Regions from separate parts of the Ovis aries genome. Here region 1 is linked to region 2. A link is a contact called in public Hi-C data. All regions are on one chromosome and are shown on one strand. The core of a region is the stretch at or near the end of the contact, and the rest is flanking DNA. Distances in the headings are between cores, read along the strand shown.

Region 1 (3,373 bases), core at 777-3,276, 140 kb after region 2:
ATCACCACAGATGAACAGGTGTCCAAAGGCTAAGGAAACACAAGAGATAATGATGGATAAGGATCATATCCTTGCTCCCAGAAGGGCACATCAGTGGAGGAAAATCCCGAAGGAGCAAGAGTCTTCAGAGAACTTCTGACTCTGTTGTAATAAGATGGAAAAAAAACACATTTACCCAAGTTAATATCGAGGAAAGTTCTGGGTACCCTTAGAAGAAACGTGATGAACAGATTTTGATTGGTGAAATGTCCGCCCAAGAAGAGCTTCATGTTGTGCTGAGAATCTGAGCTGCTGGGGTTCGCAGAGCTGGGGCAGAGCTGACTTGCCCGGGCCTTGAAAAGGACAGGAAGAAAACCTGGAAGTGGAAAGCTAGAGAGACTGGCCAGTGCTGGGGAGAAAGGAGCAAAAAGGAAAGGAAGAAAACCCTGCCATCGGGGCAGCCAAGGGGGCCGCCTGGGGGAAGGGACTGTCTCCCAGGCTGCAGGCTGTTTGCTCTCATGACTTGTGAAAAAGTGAAAGTGACATGGGCTATACAGTCCATGGAATTCTCCAGGCCAGAATACTGGAGTGGGTAGCCGTTCCTTTCTCCAGGGGATCTTCCCAACCCAGGGATCGAATCCAGGTCTCCCGCACTGCAGGCTGATGCTTTTACACATCTGAGGTCCAGTGGGGGAGCAAGCAAAGGGCCAAGCTCTGTCCTCAGCTGGAGACGCTATGCAGGAGGAGCGAAGGAGCTGAGGGCGCCTGACTTCAGGGTCACCTGAGGTTTGCTAAGTCATGTCAGTCATGTCCGACTCTGTGTGACCCCATAGAGGGCAGCCTACAAGGCTCGGCCATCCCTGGGATTCTCCAGGCAAGAACACTGGAGTGGGGTGCCATTTCCTTCTCCAGTGCATGGAAGTGAAGAGTGAAAGTGAAATCGCCGTCATGTCTGACTCAGCCACCCCATTGACTGCAGCCTACCAGGCTCCTCTGTCATGGAATTTTCCAGGCAAGAGTACTGGAGTGGGATGCCATTGCCTTCTCCGAGCCCAAGGTTTGGGAGGCAGCAAAACCTTGCACCTGCACTGGCTGGGGTGGGGGAAGGGCAAAGTACAACTTGGGAGATGAAAGTTCTAGTCTGGAGGATCTTAATCACATGGATGCGGATCCTTCAAAGGGCCTGTGAAGAGAACCCAGAGGGTCCATGAACTTAAATAGGAAAAATTCACATCTTTATTTTCCCTAACCTCTAACTGAAATGGAGCATTCCCTTCTGTCTTGAACACAGGTAACAAATCCTAAGTTTTAGCCATGTCAAGAGAAATAACAAGACAGATTCTCGTTCCACACTTTAGGGGTTGCCAGTATCTCAAAATATTCTCCATACCTGTTGCCACTTTGAAATCACGTGGTCCTGAACCAACCCTCTGGGGATCCGAAAGAGGGTGATGGGGTGGACAGTAAGGACCACACCAAAGGCAGGCTGGAGAGGGCTCCACCTGGCTCTGTTTTGTCATTTCACCCAGCACTTTCCCTGTGCTGGATACTGGTGACCCGAGGGCAGATACATAGACACAAGGCAGAGAGCCTGCCTGGAGGCAGGCCGGAGGAACCCAGGGGCTGGGGGAGGGACACAGCTCAACCAGACCTGCAGCTCCGCGCCCGATGATTCACACCGCGGGAGCACAGAGGAGGGGTTGGTGGGGGTCAGATGAGGTTTCTCACGGGAAGTGACATTTGAACTGAGTTTTTCAGGATATATTAAGAAGTGCACACAGGACATAAAAACTTTCCTCTAACCAGAAAAATCCCTCATCAAATGCATGTGTGTCTCTGCTTAGAGTTCAGAAGAGCAAAAAGCAGAAATTTCCCCTGGCCGTGGGGCTGAAACAGGAAACCACCCAGAAACCCTCAGCCAGAGGAGGCTGGGAGTCCCCGGTTCCCTGGGCCCGAATGGACATTTCACAGGAAGCACCGCTGGGTGCAGCGCGCGTCTGTGGCCACCCCTCTGCCTTGGCATGAAGCCTGCATGAGCTCACGGGCTGCCATCTGTCTCACATGTTAATGAATCACAGGCACCTGTGCCTGATGCGGACCTGGCCCCTGCAGATCCCTGTTGAACGAGCGAATAAATCCAGCCGCAGCCTTCTAGAGCTGAAGGCGGGCAGCCACATAGGGCAGCCATGCCTCCACCCCTCTGAGTGCCATTCCTGCCCCCAGATCACAAAGGTGCCCTGCCCCTCTGGATGACCTGGGAAGACCCCCACCCCCAAATTCCCAGGGATACAGAATGGCTTCAGGGCAGTGAGCAGGTGAAGCGGCATCCCCCCTGTGCTGCTCAGGTGTGAATTGTCTCCGCTTCCCTGGTGGCTCAGAGGTTAAAGCGTCTGCCTCTAATGTGGGAGACCTGGGTTCAATCCCTGGGTCAGGAAGATCCCCTGGAGAAGGAAATGGCAACCCACCCCAGTATTCTTGCCTGGGTAATCCCATGGATGGAGGAGCTTAGTGGGCTACAGTCCATGGGGTCGCAAAGAGTCAGACACAGCTGAGTGACTTAACTTTCACTTTCATCCAGGTGGGCAAGGTGTCATCACGGGGATCGGCAGGGTCCTAGTGGGTGTCTGAGCTTCCTAGACGAGGGCCCCCTTTCCTCAGGGCGTGGTCTGGGCTGGAAGGATGAGTCCCAGCTGGTGGGAGCAGAGGGCTGGAAGCATCTTCACTGGAGCCTCCAACCTGAGCTCACAGTGGGTGCAGAAGGTCCCCTCCTCGCGCAGCCTCCTGTGAGCTGGTCCCTGATCTACAAAGAATACAGTAGAATGCTTCTACGGCATCTCTGTTGCCCCCAACAATGTTATGGGCAGAACTGTGTCCCTTCCACCAAATTCATCTGCTGAGGCTCTAACCCTCAGCACCACAGAATGTGACTGTTTCTGGAGATGGGATTTTTAAAGAGGTGACTAAGTTAAAATGAAGTCACATAGGAGGGCCCTATTCTAATATGTTGCTGTTGAGTTGCTAAATCGTGCCTAATTCTTTTGGGATCCCGTAGACTGGAGCCCACCAGGCTCCTCTGTCCAAGGGATTTTCTAGGCAAGAGTACTGGAGTGGGGTGCCATTTCCTTCTCTAGAGGATCTGCCCGACCCAGGGATTGAACCCGGGTCCCCCACATGGCTTTCCTGGTGGCTCAGAGGTTAAAGCGTTTGCCTGCAATACGGGAGACCCGGGTCCGATCTCTGGATCGGGAAGATCCCCAGGAGAAGGAAATGGCTACCCACTCCAGAATTCTTGCCTGGAGAATCCCATGGAGAGAGGAGCCTGGTAGGCTACAGTCCACGGGGTCACAAAGAGTTAGACACAACTGAGCGACTTCACTTTCTCTCTTTTTCCCCT
Region 2 (3,664 bases), core at 645-3,144:
GGGCAGGGTCTCTCGTGATACGCTCTCTTGGGACATTTCTCATAACTCTTGTCACCATGGAAATTAACTGTGTAATAGATGGTTTACTATCCATCTCCTCCATAGCATATAAGCTCTCACAAGCAGAGACCATGCTAACCTTACCCATCAGTCATGCCTCGATTAGCATGGTGGCTCCCACACAGTGGGCACAGTGGGTGGTTGGATGGATGGGTGAATGGATGGTGGGTGGGTGGAGCAAATACGTGAATGAAAAGCCGTGTTGTTTTGATTCCATTTCATCTCCTTTTGTGTGGACTACTGCAGTAGCCTCTCGACTGTTCATCCGGTCACCAGCTCCACTCTCATCTGTGCGGTTCCCCCTCCTCCATAACTTTATCTCCAGAAAAGATCTTACCTCGTTCCTTTACACCTTCTTAAACCTGTGACTTCCTACTGCTGCGCTGTAAAGTCTAACTTGTTAGTGAGGCACCTCAGAGTTGAGTTCTCACCCACCTTTCCAGCCTCTTCTACTCAGTCCCCCCTTGTGCTCTACACACTGGCCTAATTGCATTATTGACCACCCTCTGAATTAATTTATTCATAAATCAGACAATTCTGATTGCAGTATCCTCTCTCTTCTTTGCCTGGCCAAATTTTTCTTGACCTTCAAGGCTCACCTTGGACATCTCTACTCTATGAACCCCTACCCCAGCCAGAAGTGATCACATCTTCCTTTGTGCTCACAGATGACTCTGTGCTTCCAAGTTACATGTAACATTTACCACTTGATTTTATACTTGTTTACCTAATTGACCCTTCTCTCAGCTTAGTGCTTTTTGGAACAAAATCTTCCTCTCTTATTGAAAGCTCCCTCAGCGTGGAGCATCAGGGAGATGGCATGAAGCCGTGAAGTGTTCTTGAACACCAGAGAGACCTGCTACGATGGAAATTTTGATCTACCACCTGCTAGTTACTTTGATTTTTCTTTTGTACTAATGCCCTTTTCTTTCTTTTCTTTTCTCTTCTTCTTCTTTTTTTTTTCTTGGTGACTTACCTCAAATCTGTTACTTATAAGAAAAATGTAAAAACTGAGTTTCAAATATGAGTTCAGTGATATGTTTAAAAGATTAAAATGTTGTTGATTTATAAAATCATTCCCAGTACCACATCTAGAAAAAAAAAACATATAATCCATTCATTCTTATATTCTCAGAAGAGGCTTTTTTTCTTTTTAAAATATATTTATTCATTTATGGCTATGCTGGGGTCTTCGTTGCTTTTTGCTCAGGCTTTCTCTAGTTGTGGGTGAGCAGGGGCTACTCTTCATTGTGGTGCACAGGCTTCTCACTGTGGTGGCTTCTCTTGTTGCAGAACACAGGCTCTAGACATGTGGGTTTTAGTAGTTGGGGCACACAGGCTCAATAGTTTCGGCTTGTGGGCTCAATAGTTGTGGCTGGTGGGCGTGATTGCTCTGGAGTCTTTGGAATCTGCCCAGACCAGGGATCGAACCCATGTCCCTTGCCTTGGCAGGCAGATTCTTACCCACTACACCACTAGGCAAGTCCCCAGAATAGCTTTTTATGAAACAAAGGTCGCGATTGTTTATGTGGCCACGCTGAGTCTTAGTTGCTTCACGTTGCGGCCAGCAGACACTTCAGCTGTGGCGTGTGGCCTCTGGAACTGCGCTGTGCGGGCTCCGGGGTGTGGATCTTAAGGTTCCTTGAGCAGGGATCGAACCTGCATCCTCTGCAGTGCAAGGCGGATTCTTAAGCACTGGACCACCAGGGGCATCCCAGAATAGCTCTTATCTTAACCCCAAAGTTCTCAGTTTAGTGTCCAGGTGTCTAATGCTGTGTGTCTGACGTCACCCATCAAGAGTCAGCACACACCATGCTCGTCTCAGGCGGTCTGCACACGCACCGGGGTCACTTTAATCCTCTGTACAGTGGGAACTGTCATCTCCTCTGAGGAAGCTGGCTCAGAAGCCTTGAGCAGCATTTTCTGTAAAGTGGAAAAAGAAAAGTCATGATGATGTTAAAAGATACGTAAGGAGAGGAAGTGGCTTCTGTTACTTCACTTGTGTGCTTGACGCTGTCTTAAGGGAGGCCTAGAAAATGAGATTGCTACTCAGTGTAATTAAGGTGTTAGTAATGTTTGAAGCCCAGTGTCTTTTGAATCGAAAAAGCAACATCAATAGTGAGTCTCTTACCCTCAGAGGTGGCTGGTTAATTGTGAGAGGAGACTCAGGTTTTTTACACTGCAGAGATTTCATTGGGAATTTCAGTGGCCTGAGCATCTTCCCAAGGAGTAGATTTAGTGTATCTTGTTTGAAAGACTCTGGAAGCTATCATCAGAGGTTATATGAAGCCACCCCATCGGTAATTTTATACCTGAATGTGAAGGGCAGTGATACTGTCAGCCCAAACCAGAGTGTTCTCAGCCTCGGCTGGCACTTTTGGTCACATAGGTCTTTGCTGTTGGGGGGCTGTCCTGTGCATCACAGACTGTTGAGTAACACTCCTGGCCTCTGCCCTCAGATGTCTGTAGCACCTCCCACCTCCCAGTCCTGATAACTAGAAACGTCTCCAGATAGTGCCAGATGACGTTGAGGGCCGCAGAGTTACCCCTGATGGCAGACCACTGACCTGAACTGAGCTTTTACGGAGCCTTTTACCTATTTTGACATGCACAGTGCTGGGTGGTAAATAGAACCCTGAAAAGAGTTGGCCCACACCCTGGAGGAGGCAGTGACCTATGAAGCTTGTTGAGATCTTTTGACTAGGTAGAATATTTCTAGCCGTTGACTGAAATAGCTTTGGTTGAGGCTATCAGTAAAAATTTGTTTCAAAGAAGTTTAACATCTGTTTTCATTTCTGCTTTTGTCAGTTACTTTAATACTCAATTCCTTTATTTTAGCTTGTCTTCCTCTTAGGACTTAAAATATTTAAGTACATGTCAAAATTTCCAGTTTGATAGGATATATGTTTTATTGAATCATAAATGAAGATGTTAAGAACTTTAGGCTAGGATGGTGAAAAGTTTAATGTTGTTAATCAGGCTAGATGATAGCAGAGTCAATAATACTGAAGGGAACTCAGTCTGGTTCTATTCAAGATTCACTTCCTGTTCTTGTTTATCATTGGAAAGCTGTACTTTACGAAGATTTTAGATTCAGATCATTGTATTATTCTAAGAAAAAAATTTCAAAATGCTCGCCAAGTCTTGGTAACCATGGCAAGATATGTGACACACAAAAATAATCTCATATCTATCTCAGGGTTGAGTTGTTTTTTTTTTTTTTTTTTTTGGTATATGGTATACCTTGAGTTCGGAAATATCTGATTTGCTTCTGTTATCTGAGGTCAAAGGAAAAAACAGCTTTCTGAATTACAAGATGCAGGCATGCCTGTTGGTTGAAGTAATAGAACCAACACTGGTTTATTTAGTAGAAAGAGGGTTTATTATTAAAGTAGTTCAGAGACTACTTGGGGGAGGGCAAAAATCCAGTCTTGGATGCAATGAAACCATAGTCAATACTTAAATTTATCCCTTCCCACTGAGGGAAGATTGTTTGCCTGCTTAATGTTTTATATTGACTTGTGAAACATGAGATTCGTGAGGGTAACTTGGTCTGTATTGTTTTCAGTTCTTGCATCCTGGTGCCACAGACAGTAAGAGGCCC

What was found. A called contact is a pair of places that touch in the nucleus more often than the background predicts.
Region 1: a contact with region 2 is called in a Hi-C map of tail adipose tissue, with 4 times the contacts expected there. The contact joins two enhancer-like sites. A contact is called at or near these places in 5 of 16 Hi-C or Micro-C datasets (blood, mixed tissues, omental adipose tissue and 1 more).

Annotation. Positions count from the first base shown.
Region 1 is chr10:75,625,690-75,629,062 of ARS-UI_Ramb_v3.0, forward strand. No RefSeq gene overlaps it. Among named protein-coding and RNA genes, the nearest start is that of TM9SF2, 51 kb to the right of the region's middle. Within about 2 kb of position 2,027, at least 20 of the 54 cell types and tissues checked have an H3K27ac peak or open chromatin away from gene starts, as enhancers often do.
Region 2 is chr10:75,488,202-75,491,865 of ARS-UI_Ramb_v3.0, forward strand. All of the region lies in intron 4 of UBAC2 (UBA domain containing 2), which reads left to right. Among named protein-coding and RNA genes, the nearest start is that of GPR18, 27 kb to the left of the region's middle. Within about 2 kb of position 1,895, at least 15 of the 54 cell types and tissues checked have an H3K27ac peak or open chromatin away from gene starts, as enhancers often do.